Linked DNA regions of Mus musculus: regions 2 and 3 are each linked to region 1. Evidence: chromatin contacts called from public Micro-C and promoter capture Hi-C data. All regions are on one chromosome and are shown on one strand. The core of a region is the stretch at or near the end of the contact, and the rest is flanking DNA. Distances in the headings are between cores, read along the strand shown. Region 1 holds the start of Sh3glb1 (SH3-domain GRB2-like B1 (endophilin)). Region 2 has its middle 31 kb from the start of Gm34434. Region 3 overlaps Hs2st1 (heparan sulfate 2-O-sulfotransferase 1).

Region 1 (5,117 bases), core at 1,925-4,424:
AGAAAAATTACTGCTGGAAGAGGAAAAAGAAAATAGTTCTTGGGCACAGTGGTAGAAGGGGCCACGTTTGAGTGATCCAGGGTAAATGGAGATTCATAGGCACTGAGGCTGTAATTGCTAACCTTGTTTTCAAGGTTTTGACCTCTAAGGGAAGGAAGGAGATGAGAAGAGGGCCAGGGTTGTGAGGGTGACTGGCAGCAGTGTCTGTGGTTGTGACAATGAGAGAACTGAGGTTCCATTCAGGAGGTCCTGGCTTACATATTCAAGTGCTGGTAAGAATTCTGTAGGAAAGGGGAACAAATGAAAAGATAAGTACATACATTCGACAGTAGTAAAGGCAGAATTCAAGGCCCTGGGAAAGGCCTGGTTGCTGACGACAGAGGACGTTTTTATTGTCCCAGGAGCGAGAGGGTCAAGTGTACACAGGATGGGAAGGGCCTTTCCGTGCTCCCTTCCCCAGAAACGAACAGAACAGTTGTCTGGGCTGAGCAGGACCCCAGCACCTAGGAGACTAGGCAAGAGGATTACACTGTCGGGTCCAGGCTAAGCCAGAGAGACGCTGTCTCCAAAGCAGACAAATAAATAAAAAGAGAAAAAAAGAAAAAAAAAGAAATATTCATACAAAGCAACTGTATGCCCCCTCCCCAGTACCCTCTCCCACCTGTCCCTCTGTCTGTCCATCCCCCATTCTCTCACCCTGTTGCTCTCATGCTTACATTTAGACCTGTGTCACACATGCTTCATCTATATTTACAGAGAGAGAGAAACAAATGTTACCACTGGCTAACTCTGAGTATCTGAGTGACTGGCAGCTCTCATCCCGCTGCATTTCTGTGCTATTTGGGTATTTTAATGGCCATACATTGAAGCCATTAAATCAGTAAAGTATTTGTCTTAAAATCCAAAAGTGATGTAAGCCAGAAACGTGATGTGCATGTGGGCATGTATACACACATCATCTAAGACACATCCATGTCAGACAAACCTATACACAGACAGAAACTGAAAACACAAGCAGCAGAGAAAGCTACAAATTCAAAGTCAACACCTCAGCCAACAAAGCACACATATAGTGGAGAGTCGGCAAAGGACCAGAGTTCAGTTCTCAGTGATCCTGGGTGGGAAGTAACCATGGGAAGCTACAGGGTCTATAGCTATGCTGATTTCTCCTCTGGCTTCTGAGTGCATCAGGCACACAAGTGGTCCGTGGACATATATGCAGGCAAAATACTCAAATACAGATTTTTTTTTAAATCTTTCTACAGCGTATAACGTACAGATACTCTTGTTCCCTATTAATATATAGTAAAATCCTCACAAATAATCCAACTTTTAGTTTTTGTCTATAATGGCATTAAATAGCAAAAAATACTGTCACAGGCCAAATGATAGACAACAGAAGAAACCACGGTTTGTTTTATCTCCTTTTAACAGGGTCGACGTGCACCCATCCACTCCACCCCCGTTTTTCCTGTTTTCTTTTCTTTCAGTTGGGACTGGAACCAATGGCCTAACACTTACACTTGGAAAATTCTACCCACTGAGCTCCAGCCTCAGAACTTCCTCCCGATTTTTTAAAATTATATAGACCTAAAGCCTGCAGAGAGGTTCCAGAGATCGTAAGACTCCTTTCGTTCTTGCTTGATAGCAGCAAAGCAAATGTCAACAGCTGCGTCTCCTGTAACTATTCTCTCCTTCTTCGATAGCACAAGCTCTGTCTTGTCTAAGACAACAATACGTACTGTTAAAGACAAGACCTACCATTCTCTCACAAATGCTCTTAGTTTTTTTTAACAGAGCACATTGCATTTATTCGATCGAACTGCCATTGTGAGGACCTAAATGGCCCAGTTCTCACTAACGATGTGAAAATGAAAGTTTACGAGCTGGGGGTTATGGAATGCTTGTTTTAAAGGAGAAAGGGACACTGAGCTGGTGTGTACTTTTGCCTCTCCCCTTCATTTCCTTTCTAATGTGAGAACATATGTGTGATATCTAGAGGTTCCAGAGGCATCTTGAAACACCAAAATGAAAGTTACATGATAAGACCTGTAAAACAGGATCTATTGGACAGTGGTTTGGTCCCCAGGATAAAGGAAGTGGGGAGAAGAAAAAGGAGGGAGGAACAAGAAAGAAAAACAAAGACAGGAGGGTGATGGGTTTGAAGCGGTCTTTGGATACCTGAAGCCAGGCTAGGTCGCATGAGGCCTTTTCTCAGAAAACAGAAACTAAATTAGCTGAGTGTAGTGTGGGTGTCTGGGTGGGTGGGTGTGGGGGGAAGGGCTCATGCCTTTATCACACAGCTAAGAGTTGGAAGGTTGAGGCCCTGCCAGACAGTAGGTACTCAGGAGTGAAGGAATGTATAACCGGATAGGAACCTTGTCTTTCTTCTCCATTGTCTCTCTGAAATGCTCTTATATACCTTCCCAGGGGATGGGAGATACTTTCTAAATATGCCTCAGATGACCACCAGCCACCAAAGGGACTGAACCCTTCAGCACCTACTCAATGCCTCACACACAATAGGTCCTCAACAGTGAGTCAAAGTATAATAGGGTAGGGGACAATGAAGACAATCCCGTTCAGCAAAGATTGGCTAGGTGTCTACCCAAGCCATAGGTAGCCTTTGACCCCAGACCCAATACAGGAAATCCGGGCCAATGATTCTATAGTGTCAGTTCTGTTTCCTTTTAAGGAACGTTTTGTCCATGCTTTTCTAAGGAACTTTTGTCCGGGCGATTCTGTCACAGACACTCACTGAGATGCTGTGGGAGGGAATCAGGGTGAGAGCCCAGGAGGCTCTCGTTCTGGTAAGAACTTCCACTGATGCTCTGACACTGGCTTGGTGCTTAGTGAGCTGTCAGGAGAGCCTCAGCCGCGGCTCCACCCAGTGGTGAATCCTCGGCCACCCTGCAGGGGTCGCTGTTCCCATGAGAACCTCTGCAGCGGCTCCACCCAGTGGTGAATCCTCGGCCTCCCTGCAGGGGTCGCTGTTCCCATGAGAACCTCTGCAGCGGCTCCACCCAGTGGTGAATCCTCGGCCACCCTGCAGGGGTCGCTGTTCCCGCGAGGACACCCCCGCCCCCCACCCCACGCCATCGGTGAGGCCACGCCCCCCTCCCGGCCGGCTGTTTTCCGCCGCGGTTGCACAGTCGCCGGGCGGCGGGGCGGGGCGGGGCCTTCCTCCGGACGCGACCTCGGTCCCCGTGGCTCGCAGCTGCTCGGCGACGCGACAGGCCCAGCGTGTGAGCGGAGAGGCGCGCGCTCGCGGGCGCCCGCCCTCTTCCCTCCCCCGCCTCCCCGCCAGGAAACGACAGCTGCGCGGGGCTGGCGCCGCCTCCCGCCACCTACCACGTCCGCCCCGCCGTCGCCGTCGCCCGGCGCCCCAGCCCGGCCGCGGCGCTCCCCGCCTCCCCGCTAGCGCAGCCGGCGGCTCTGCCCGGCTGCCGCCCGGCATGAACATCATGGATTTCAACGTGAAGAAGCTGGCGGCCGACGCGGGCACCTTCCTCAGCCGGGCCGTGCAGGTACGGCGGCGGCGGTTGGGGCCGGGCGGGGTGGTGGCGCCGGGGAGGGCGAGCGGAGGGCGGGTCGGGGACGGCGTCGCCCTGGTACCCAGGCCTGCCGATGGGCGCGGCCTGGCGCCCCTGCCCCGCTGGCCGTTTCCGCCTCGCTCGCCCGGCCGCCGCCGCCCCGCGCCCCGGCAGGCGAGTCGGGACGCGGCCCAGGGCGGACACCTTGGGTTCACCCCGGGGCGGAGGCCTCGGTGCCCCAGCCGGCGAGGCAGGGCACGCCGAGCACCTTGGCGCCACCCCCACCCTCCGCTGCGCTCGCTCTCGCCCTCCGGGCCGCGTCCGACCGAGAAGGGAGTTTCCTTTTCCTGCCCCTCAACGCAGAGGAGCTGCCAGCTCAGTTCCCACCAGCCCTCGCTGCTGCCCCTTGGAAGGATTGTCCCAGAGCTTAGCAGCCCGTGGGGGAGATGGAGATTGCCTGTCCCTGTCGGTGTCCCAGCTTCACCAAGGACGCAGGACACCTAGGATTAGGGGTGCCCTGACGCGTTCCCCAGATGGGCTATATAGAGCAGGGGTGAGAGGAGGACGCGATTCACGTTGTTGTCACATTGGAGGGGACCGGGCACGCTTGGCTTCAGGCGCACTTGGAAGGGAAAAGTTCACTGCGTCTCCTTATTCTGTGATTAAGGAAGTGTCAGCAATAGGGAACTTGGGCAGATTTTTTACAGTCAACACCCACATTATGCAAACTCAGTTAAATCTCGGAGCAGATGTCAATTTCACAACGTGGCTTGTAAACAATCTGGTATTGAAGTTAGTGACATAGGGTAGCAGCAGCCCTCTGTTCCGGAAAGAGAAAACAAAAGTAATGTCCCATGTGCCAAAATCCCACCGAACTATAAATCTCACGTGTGCTGCTTTATTTCTTGATTCATTTCATTTTACTGGCACTGTGAATATCATATTTCGTTATCCTTGGCAAAAGAATCGGACAGTTCCCCAGGGTAATGACTGCCTATCTTATGAAAAATAGTATGACGAGCAGTTTACTGTGCATTGAACGTACTAGCTGCAGCCCATCTCTGTCACTTTGCCAGAGAGGCATTGTTCGCCCTCCCTTAAAAAGGAAGCAGTCTTAGAGAGGGTAAATAAACTGGCTTGACTTGCTTGGCTAGCAGACAACCAAAGTTGCCCTCTGACCCACTACTTACTATACTAGAGGCTGCGTTTTCCCTCAGAATGATCATCACGGGGTTAAGATATGTAAAATAGCAATATGATGTGGCCCCAAGAGAACTTAAAGATCATTTGGTAAAATCTGAACTCTTACCAACAGTGAGTAACGCTTAGGGATGGGAGATTCCACCTCGCTTTTGATTCCCTGGACCAGTGCACTGTGTGAGAAGCTCACAGCCATACTCGCCCCTTAATCCTCCTTCCTCCCCAGAAATGTGTGATTCAATAATTGGGGGATGAGATGAGGTGTTTTTAGACTTAACATTAACTCAGTAGAGGAGCCGAGGCTGTGGTAAGTTTTGTTTAGTGTTGCTTACCTGTTACTCCAGGTATTTAATGTGACAGATACTACATAATCCACAGTTTAAT
Region 2 (5,117 bases), core at 1,608-4,107, 310 kb after region 1:
CCTCGTGTAAACATCTGAGAATTATTTTAAACTGAAAATGTAAAGTGTAGACTGGAGCCTAGAGATGCTGATTCAAGGATTAAGGAAAGAGAGAGCAGGGTAGTGGTGGCTCATGCCTTTGTCCCAGCACTTGGGAGGCAGAGGCACACTGATCTCTGGGAGGTCTGGTCTACAGAGCAAGTTTTGTGGTAGCCAAGGCTACACAGAGAAACTCTGTATTAAAGCAAAAAAACAAACAAACAAACAAAACAACAACAACAAAAGAAAGAAAGTGTGTGTGTGTAAGAAACCAACCTTCCCCACAACCCCAAACAGCAGGACATGGTATACACCTTTAATCCCAGCACCCATGAGGCAGAAGCAAGCAGATCTCTTTGAGTTTGTGGCTAGCCTGGTCTACAAGTGAGTTCCAGACAGCCAGGTCTAGAGAGAGATGGGGGTGGGGGGGGGGCGGGGAGGAAGGAAGGTAGGAAGGAAAGAAGGAAGAAGAGAAAGAAAAAGGAGGAGAAGAGAGAGAACATATTAGCAGAGTTAGTCTGAACTGCTCAACATGTGGGAGATGTGAGTTCTTAGGTAGGGATCAGACTTAGTCAGGAGCATCTGGGAACACGGAGCAGTTCAACCTCAGGGATCCATCTTTGAAGGGTCATACTACTTTTATAGCCAGAGAATCAGGAACAGATCAGGAAGGCAATACCAGCAGCAGATTCTTCATCCTCTAGGCCGTGTCTCCAAATACCCAAGAAAGTCAGAGTAGAGGAGGAAGGATTTATTTCGGCTCATGGTTTTAGAGATTTCAGTCCACCGTCCTTGGTTGCTCTGATTCCGAGTCCACGATGAAGCAGAACATTACAGCCGTGGTGGAATGTGGAGAGGAAGCAGTCAAACAAAGAAGCATTGGGGACAGGAGACGGCCTCTAAGGACACAGAGTGATATGCTTCTGTCTGCCAGTCAGGCCTACCTTCTAAAGTTCCTAGGGCTTTCCAGAATAGCTTCATTGTTCTGGCCCCAAGCATTCTACACAGGATCACAGGGCACACCCCATATTTAAACTGTAACTTCTTACCCAGGACAACTCCAAAGGAGCAGCTCTGGGCGGACGATGACAGGGGAGAGTCTAATAAAAATAGAGAACTTCCTCCTCTGATTCTTTCCCCATCTTAATGAATAAAATGATAGAGATTACCCAAATACGAATTATTCATACCCTCATAGTTTCAAAGTTTTGTAACAAAAGTAACAATTTCACGAAAATACTTACAAGTGTCTTACAATACTTACATACTTACTACAATACTTACAAGTGTCTATAATCACTTGTCATCCCCGTCAGTCACGTCAGGATCTATAATCACTGGTCATCCCCTGTCAGTCACCTCAGGAAGCCCACTGGACCAATCTCCTATTCGGTGAGTTTGGGGATACAGTAAGCATCTGTCAGGATGACTTCAAAGTCCCATTTCAGACCTTCCAGAAACCTGATGGCATGGACAACCGAAGTCGGATAATTGCTCTGACCACAGCCAACTGGTAAGTGTAGCGGCATGGCAGGAGCAGGGCAGATCGCAATGGGAAAAACAAGAAATTAAAATAGATAGTGATCCTGAGACAAATGGATGAATCAAACCAGAGACACAGTCAAGGAAATTCATAGAGCTCTTGAATATTCAATGAGATGCTCCTTCAGGGCTGGAGGGAGGATTTAGACAGTAAAGAGCTTGCCACGGAAACCTGCAGAGCTGCATTTAACTCTCCCAGGCCTGTGTAAAACCTGGGCAGGGGGCCTTTGGCTGTAACCGCACGTCTAGGGAGGTAGAGGCAGGTGGATTCCTGTTGTTCCCGGTTCAGTGAGAGAACCTCAAAAACTCAGATGTAAGGACTGGCGAGGTGGAGAGGTCAAGGGCACTTGTCTTGGCAGAGGATAAAGGTCCTGTTCCCAGGGTTCTCTGGGTGGCTCAGGACCATCCCTAACTCTCCTTCTAGAGGATCTGATGTCTTCTGAGCTCCGTGAGCTTCTGGCATCCGCATGGTGCATATACACACACATAGGCAAACTACACATTAAAAAATACACATTAAAAAATAAAATAGAGAATGACCCAGGCAGACACTTGAAGTTGACTTTTAGTCTCCACTTGCACATGCACACACATGTGCACACACCCACATAACTTGTGCACTCACATACGAACACATACACACTAGCATACTATACATACAAAATTAATTAGTTGAAAGAAAAAAAAAACTTTAAATGCCCTATTTGTACTGTTGGCTGGGAAAGCAAAGACTGAGATGCTGTTCTGCAATCATGTGATTAAAAATTTCCAAAGCAAATGATGTATTTCTTTGTTCAGACTAAAAAATTAATGCATGTTTATAATGGTGACTTAAACTACATTAAATATAAAACCTGAAACGCTCAATTATATGATTTTTTTTTTGCCTCATAATGTCAAGTTCATACCTTTTCTGCCTCTTGTTTATTATAAAATGGAGCCATTTGAAGTGTCCCGTACAAGAATTAAATAATGAGGACTTTCTGCGGGGAACACCAGGATCTTTGCTATCCTCTTTGCATATGGACAGCTAGCTAGTTTCACCAAGGTCAGGACCTGGATGAGACACTTAACACACATCTGCATGACAGGGGAGTCACTGAAGGAAATCTCTAGAACAAAGAAAACCTCTGCTTCTTCTTAGACAAGTTTACATCCCTTGCATTTTTCATTGTCTTTATTTGCATGTCTTTGCTTAGAAAGCAAACAGTGCCCTGTCACAGGAAATACTAAGCCCCTGTCACTCCAGCTGCCCGCAGTTGCCTGCCCCCCTCACACAAAGTGTGGTACAAAAAGGCCTCTTAGGCTCTGACAACCAGATGCCAAGCCCAGAAGGGGGGGGGGGTGCTGGCGGGCGGGAACACCAGGGGCTAAGCTATCCTCTTTGCATATGGACAGAGGGTTGGTTGCCTGCGGTGTCTCTGGACCCACCCGTTGCCTGTTGTCAGTCTTCACAGGTGTAAGCCATTCTACTTGGCCGTTCCAGGGACTTTGCTCCTTCCTTTCAAATCTGCACGCGTCTCTACCCTTTCTCTCTCAAACACCAGCCCACTCCTGACGACTACATCTAGGTTGTTCCCCCCACCCCCTTGGGATAGAATGAGGTGAGGAAACTCTTTGCTTTAGAGCATAGCCTAAACCACAAGCCACATCAGTTAGCATTTTGTCTAAGCTCCGCCCCACAGTTACCTGGCAACAGCCAGGTATGCCTGACTCAGTAGCCCCCTCCTCTCTCCTCTTTTCTTGCCTTCTTGCTCCCCCACTCTGTCCCCTCTCTCCCCTTGTGCTCCTGGCCGGCCTCTTTCTTCCTCCCCTCCCCTCCCCTCCCCTCCCCTCCCCTCCCCTCCCCTCCCCTCCCCTCCCCTCCCCTCCCCTCCCCTCCCCTCCCCTCCCCTCCCCTCTCCTCTCCAGTGAGTGCAAGATGCTATCTTCCCCTCGTGCAGAGAGAGAGAGAGAGAGAGAGAGAGAGAGAGAGAGAGAGAGAGAGAGGGAGAGAGAGAGAGAGAGAGAGAGAGAGAGAGGGAGAGAGGGAGATCCATACTGGGAAAAGTAGGGTCTACCCTCGGTGAACCCACAACTGCAGGCATGGAACCTCAGCGTGTCCCAGTGTGTCCCACTCTGTTTAAGCCCGCTCAGTCCGACTCAGGCAGATGCCCTCACCTTTTGTAGCACGGTACTTGACAGTTTCACCTTTCCGTGAACATTTATCTGGTAAGGAATCACTGCATGTTCCGAGCAGTTAAGTTTATCCAACATGCAAATCTCTTAAAACCCATGCCCTTAAATATTTGTGGTCCTGTGGGATGTGACCAGCATCAGGGATGGCAGACTTGAAGGCACTCTGGGTCAGTCTGCTTTCTTTAAGTCTTCTCCAAACACTAGGTTTGGCAAATGAGTCTTGTGTCTTGCCAACCCACCACCACCCCACCCTGTGCCTGCAATTTGTAAACCTCTGTGTATTTTCAGGGAAATGTAGTCCATATGTTTCTGATTGATTTACACTTAACTCATCTAAACGTTGCTTTGCTAGTGTTATTTGATGTCCAAAGGGCCTTAGAGTCTGTTTACATCTGTCTAAGCTGCTTCCCCCCCACCCCCACCTCTGAGGCTCAGGAAGATCTGTTTTGCCAAGAATAAACTAAATTGAACCACCCTACTGGCCCTCCCGTCTATGCCCCCCCCCCAAGTTGGAATAGACTCAGGTTGAATCTGAAATAAAGATCTAAAGAAGCTGTGTTTGAAGTTGACCAAACACTACTGCATACTTCTCTAAGAGGAATTGGAGCCCTAGGCATCCCTGCTGGGAGCTGCACCATTGTTGACACCAGCTCCCAGGGGGTAGCTTTCTTTTCCAACCCTTTCCCTCTCAGCCCTGTTCTCCGCTGCAACTGGCCAGCGACCTGCCTCCATTGTCTCTTCCCATAGGATCCTGTCACTCAGAAGAATGGAATAGATTTTCTACAGTGAACAAAGAGATCCAATTCTCCGATTCTCCTGCCAGATTGGTGATAACATCTTGTCAAGCAAGACTGTGGTTTTCAAACAAAACAAAAGCAGCCTTCAGTGAGTGCTCTACACCACTGAGCCCTAATTTTAGGTAGTTTGCATTTGCCTTGCAAATGAGCCCCCAAATTACTAAACCACAACCATTTAGAGCCGTCCTGCCCGGTGCTGGAAGGATTGGGTAGCATGGGAGGAGTGACTCAGTGCCCCCCCCCCCAGTGGAAGTGGGTAGTTAGACTGCTTACATTCAGAAGGTGCCTGTAGCTCTGAAAACAGAACTGGACTGGGGACGGACACACTGCATCTTGGGCGTGCACCCTGGAGGGGAAAGTACTTAGTTGGGGTTAGGGCAAGCACAAGTCAACCTTGGATGTAATTGAGACAAAGAATGGAGTGATTTGACATTGACTTCTTGATGTGTAGGTTCATCTCGGATGTTAATTTTACATGTCCATTGCTTTCTAGACCCCCGAAAGGTATCAGGAAACGTGTCCTCAGCAGAGGGAACGTTGACGCATCCATGCGGAAGGAATGGTTCCTGGTGCATCACAGCC
Region 3 (5,117 bases), core at 1,217-3,716, 280 kb after region 1:
TTCTCACTAGAGGTCAGATGTGTGCGTGGTTGGGAACCATGTGTTCGTGCTGGGAACTTAGCTCGCTCCTCTGCAGGAACAAGTGCTCTTAACCACTGGGCCATCTCCCTCATCCCACACACTTGCACTCGTTCCTTCCTAACTTACCGTGTTACCCATTTGAGAGCTGCAGAGATGAGTCACTGAGCAGAGCACTTGCCTTGCAGTGTGGAGACCTGGCTTCAGCTCCCTCCGACATGTAGAGCTGGGTGCCATGGTGACCATCTAATCTCGCAATGGTTTTTGGTGAGACGGGTACTGTGAGGACAAGAGGATCCCTTAATCTTGTGGGCCAGGTAGCCCAATGCCCTCAGCGGCAGATAAAAGACCCTGTTTCAAACAAGAGCTAAGGCAAGGGCCGATGCCCAGGGTTGCTCTGACCTTCCTGCACACCATGGCATCCTATGCTTACAAGCACACGTGCCTTTAGAGAGTCTTTTGACTTGCCCGCGCTCTTGTCTTTGCTGCAGACCTTCGATGAATGTGTGGCTGAGGGCGGCTCCGACTGTGCTCCAGAGAAGCTCTGGCTTCAGATCCCGTTCTTCTGTGGCCACAGCTCAGAATGCTGGTAGGACAACAAACGAAACTAAATAATAAACTTCTTCCTTACCTCCATAACCCACATCCCATGAGCCGGGCTGGGGTAGCCAGGGCTGGATAGAGAATTATGAGAGTCCGAACCTCACCTGACATGTAAATATCTAGATTTGTTTTCTCTAAATGGTTTTAAAGGTTCACTGTCAACATGCTCTCACGGTGTGGCTTATCAACTGCAGTTATTTTTGCTTTGGAGTTCTGTTTTGCTGAATTGCAGCAGAGGATCTTAGAGGTCAGAGGTCATTTCAGAAACCTTATTTTGTCCTAAGTTTACTGCTTCAAGTAGATCAAACAAAGCCAAGAAGTATTCATCTGATTTTATTGTTAAACTTATTTTGAGTTTTTAAGTATCCAACAATACTCTTATAACGTGTGGTTGTAATCTAGTCAGCTAGTAAACACGAGGTAAGAAGGGATTTTAATTTTAAAAAAACCTTATATCCCCAGAATGTCCTGTGTCCAAGTTCTTTAAATATTTGTACTCATTTATTTATTCTAGTCGACCATTTATTTTGGGGGCTCTAAAGATGAGATCTGGAGCCTTGCACAAGCGAGGCAAGTAGTGTATCACCGGGCTGTGTGCCCGCCCTTTGGTTTCCTGAACTTGAGACGCTTGCCTCAGACTCTGCAGTGCTGGGAACAGACATGCACTGCCATACTTGGTTTATTCAATCATTTTGATAGAAAAATACAGAAACAAAATCCATTCTGAATTAGTATATTTCTTAAACTATAATGGGAACTTCAAGAGATTTCTAAATTATCTGAGCAGCGTAGATTGACAGAAAGTTTAAGGTCCTGCCTGTAGGCTGCTCCAAAGCATCTTCATAGAAAGAGAATTGGAAACGCTGGGAGAGTCTTTCAGGTTTTAGCCACTTTCTCTGAAAAGGAAACTAATTCAATGGCCCAGATATGGCAGAGAACTTGCGTTTTGTAAATAAAGCTTTATAGAGCACAGCCACTAATGCTGGTGCATTTACCATCTGCTGAGATAGCAGACTTAAACAATATGGTTTAAGCCATATCGCCTACAAAGCCTAAGACATTTACTCTCTGCCTTTTGTAGAAAAAGTTTGCCAGGCCCTGCTTTTGAATAATGAAAAGTATTGCCCAATTGAGTTTTAAATAGAGAGGATACTTCATATATTTCATACACAGCTTGGGGAGACCTTAGAAATCAACTAAGCCCTTCTTTCTCCCCGCTTTAAGGTTCTTTTGAGGTAGAATCTCTTGTAGCCCAGGCTGCCCTTGAACTTGTAACCCTCCTGTCTCCACTTCCCATGTGCCAGGATAACAGGAATGCACCACCACACCCAGTTTTTTGGCTTGTGGTTCTGACTTTGTTTTAATAGTTGAGAAAATAGAGTGAAGCCACAGCCTTGGGATCACATTGGCACTTAAAATGCAGAGCCAGAGTTAAGCGTAAAGAATGTTGGTGCTAATTAGATCCCAGAAGTACAGTCTATTTAGGGTGAAACCCGTTAACAACATTAGCTCACACTGTAAACAAAAAGATTGTAAGCAGAGCCTCTTCTTACCTACTTTCTGTTTCTCAGAATTTCAGGAAACACTAAAGCTTATGGAAAGAAAAGACATGGAGTTTACAAATTAAGATAAACAATAAACACAAATTGCTTCTACTTTACCAAAGGGGCTCTCAGAATGAGCAAAGTTTTAGAGTAGTTTTAAAACACATAGTGCACACTAAGTCAGATAAAGGACGTATGATCCAAACAAACCGTCCTTAAAGTCAGTTCATTTCCAGAACCCTTCAGGAGCGTCTGTCTGTGTGGCAGTGGGGAGAGTTAGAATCCAGGTCGCCTTCCCAGAGGTGCCCTCTAAGGGCGCTGCCGCTACTGTGCTCGCCTGCGCGCCTGCCTCCCTATTTCCTCCACAACACTTAGCAGATTTCGTGACCGAGTTTTATTCCTTTTCTGTGGTCTCAGGAATGTAGGGAGCAGATGGGCCATGGACCAGGCTAAGTCTAACCTCATTAATGAGTACTTCCTGGTGGGAGTCACCGAGGAGCTCGAGGACTTCATCATGCTGCTCGAGGCAGCTTTGCCCCGATTCTTCCGGGGCGCTACCGACCTCTACCGTACAGGTATGTGTGTGGGAGGTTGGTTTCCACGGCCCTCACTGACTTGCTCTGTGATAAAGTAGACTACGGTTCTAGAAGAGGGGTGGGGTGGGAAGGCTAAACACAAGAACAGCCATCGTGGGCTGTATTTCTGCAGTCGCTTGTCTAAGGGCACGTCCAGACCATTGTGAGTCCATCGATATTGATGGTTTTGTGTGACAGCTTACCTCAAACTCCCCTAGAGTTTGCATCTACCCTCCATTCTCCACTATTGTAGCAAATATAGGTGGTGGGAAGCTAGATAAAGGCTTTATCGGAAATTTTTTTTTTTTTTAAATAAGCAAGGGCCAGCAAGCTAGCTCAACAGTGTGAGGGCACTTGTGGCAGGAGCCCAGATATGTGATAGGAGAAAAGGACTGACTCCAGGGACGCACACACACACAACTGGACACTGGTAGTGGTGGTTGTTTAAAAATAAGTAAATGGTTCTTAGAGTGGAGAGGGTGAGAGACTCCACTTACTGAGTGGAGTCTTGCATTTACTACTTGGGCATTTTGTTGGGTCTTTTAAGGATTCACCTTGTAATGGTGCTGCCTCGGATGAGGTTAGCTTTCTGGATTTTGCTGGATTATGTTATTAATGTTATAGGGTAATGTGTTACTTGCCCTTCACATTGTCTTATTAGCAGAAACCACTTCTTCAAGTAAAGAGGCATGTCTGTGTGTGTTCTGTAAGAATTATTTATGTTTCCTGTCTTTCCATCGTAAGTAGGAAAGAAATCTCACCTTAGGAAAACCACAGAGAAGAAGCTGCCCACCAAGCAGACTATCGCGAAGCTGCAGCAGTCTGACATTTGGAAGATGGAGAATGAGTTCTATGAGTTTGCTCTGGAGCAGTTCCAGTTCATCCGAGCTCACGCTGTCCGCGAGAAAGACGGAGACCTCTACATCCTGGCCCAGAACTTTTTCTACGAAAAGATTTACCCTAAGTCGAACTGAGCGCAGGTGTGGCCAGAGCACTCCTGCCCCGGAACTTGACTGTGTCACCACCCTTCTCAGCCCCCTGCTGATGCGTGTGCGAGCTGTGAGCCACGCTGAGCTGGGGACAGACATGAATGTCAAGGAGTGAGATGCTGGCGGGCTGGCGGAGTCCTGTGGAGTTTTTAACTTTCTGGCATTTTTACTTTTTTGTTGTTTTATTTTCGTTTTCATGATAGTTATAATCTTCTCCTGGTGCAGGGACATGGGGACTTACATTGCCTAAAATACACACATGGACGTTTAGTCAGATGGCTGAATACCATTTCAGAAGAGGTTTGCATAAGCATTTCTTTGCCTCTCCTTGAATGAAGAGGAGTCTGTTTGCCACTTACCCTTCTGGAGTTTGTGCCGCCACCTCTGCTGGATAGTGCTAAAATATGTTTGGCAGTATCTGATTTATTTGTATGAATCATGTCTCACAAAGTTTATTAGAATGTTTGATCGTGTTTTCCCAGAACATTTCTGCTACAGTTGGGTTTGCCCATATTTATGTAGGCTTTATTTTATTTTATTTGATGATCATTAGTGTTAAAGAAATCAACTTAAACCATGAATAATACTGTAAGAAGGTAAAAAGTTAAAGCAGTATTCCTGACTCCTGTCACCCCAGTATCCAATATTGGAATGATATTTCTAAGAATGTGGACATTATCTGAGGCTTTCTTAAGGATTTCCACATATCAATATCAAAAAATTGAGTTTAATACTTGTTCCTTCATGGCGTATCTGTACCCCTGAACACTGGCATATTGGTGACCGCACATGGCGACTCCATCAGTGAGCTGTGATGTGGGTAGGATTTGCCTACTCTGTACTTTTACCTGTAGACTATTTTTACTACGGTGCTTTATAATGTGTTTTAAAGCATTGCATTTACAAAAGGAAAGTGCTGTAAATATTGCATATTTTATGTATTTGGACCAAAAAGTTACAAGTAAGTAGACAACAGTGGTGTTGCACCCGTTTTATTATGTCGAGTAAAGTCGTCAGACCTCCTATCCTATTCTGGTATTTCTCGTTTAACGTTACTGTTAGGATGTCACTAAAATGAGCTAACGTAGCCTTTCAAGTTTGATAGAGAACAGTGCTCACCCCTGAGGCAGTAGTGGTCATAGAAAAGGTCGTAGAGTCTGAGGGTTCCATCTCTGGTTCCAGCTCTGCTGTCACCTTCCTGCTGTGTGACGTTAGGAAGTCACCTGACCTCCCTGCCTCAGCTTCCTCATCTTGATATCAGGACACTAAGACCTTCTCTCCCTGCCTCACAGGGATGTTGTGAGGACTAAGGAAGATGGCATGGCGAAGAGCACTTTAAAACTGTGGCGTGGTGTTCAAATGTGAGGTGTTGTCACAGAAGTATCTCT

Evidence for each region. Promoter capture Hi-C pulls out the DNA fragments that hold promoters and counts their contacts. Hi-C and Micro-C count contacts between places; a contact is called where the count stands out from the background.
Region 2: a contact with region 1 is called in a Micro-C map of embryonic stem cells, with 4 times the contacts expected there. The contact joins the enhancer-like site here to the promoter of Sh3glb1 in region 1. A contact is called at or near these places in 3 of 39 promoter capture datasets (embryonic stem cells and stem cell-derived epiblast-like cells), 1 of 15 datasets of contacts at CTCF or cohesin (stem cell-derived epiblast-like cells), 3 of 484 Hi-C or Micro-C datasets (the G1E-ER4 cell line and embryonic stem cells) and 5 of 115 datasets of contacts at active chromatin or transcription factors (DN3 thymocytes, astrocytes, epiblast stem cells and 2 more).
Region 3: a contact with region 1 is called in a promoter capture Hi-C map of embryonic stem cells, with 2.7 times the contacts expected there. The contact joins the enhancer-like site here to the promoter of Sh3glb1 in region 1. A contact is called at or near these places in 18 of 39 promoter capture datasets (the 3T3-L1 cell line, the C10 cell line, the HPC-7 cell line and 10 more), 1 of 15 datasets of contacts at CTCF or cohesin (stem cell-derived epiblast-like cells), 12 of 484 Hi-C or Micro-C datasets (the G1E-ER4 cell line, the HPC-7 cell line, LSK cells and 7 more), 6 of 115 datasets of contacts at active chromatin or transcription factors (bone marrow-derived macrophages, cardiomyocytes, epiblast stem cells and 3 more) and 3 of 9 other capture datasets (adipose tissue, embryonic stem cells and liver).

What each region holds. Positions count from the first base shown.
Region 1 is chr3:144,718,392-144,723,508 of GRCm38.p6, reverse strand. Sh3glb1 (SH3-domain GRB2-like B1 (endophilin)) reads left to right here and starts at 3,174. Exons shown (of 9, transcript NM_019464.3): 1 at 3,174-3,527. The coding sequence starts at 3,456.
Region 2 is chr3:144,410,756-144,415,872 of GRCm38.p6, reverse strand. No RefSeq gene overlaps it. Among named protein-coding and RNA genes, the nearest start is that of Gm34434, 31 kb to the right of the region's middle. Within about 2 kb of position 2,857, at least 51 of the 459 cell types and tissues checked have an H3K27ac peak or open chromatin away from gene starts, as enhancers often do. A contact at or near this core is called in DN3 thymocytes, embryonic stem cells, epiblast stem cells and 2 more, where this site is marked.
Region 3 is chr3:144,433,085-144,438,201 of GRCm38.p6, reverse strand. It overlaps Hs2st1 (heparan sulfate 2-O-sulfotransferase 1), which reads left to right. Exons shown (of 7, transcript NM_011828.4): 5 at 510-607; 6 at 2,583-2,740; 7 at 3,488-5,117. The coding sequence ends at 3,714. Among named protein-coding and RNA genes, the nearest start is that of Gm34434, 53 kb to the right of the region's middle. Within about 2 kb of position 2,466, at least 7 of the 459 cell types and tissues checked have an H3K27ac peak or open chromatin away from gene starts, as enhancers often do. A contact at or near this core is called in embryonic stem cells, where this site is marked.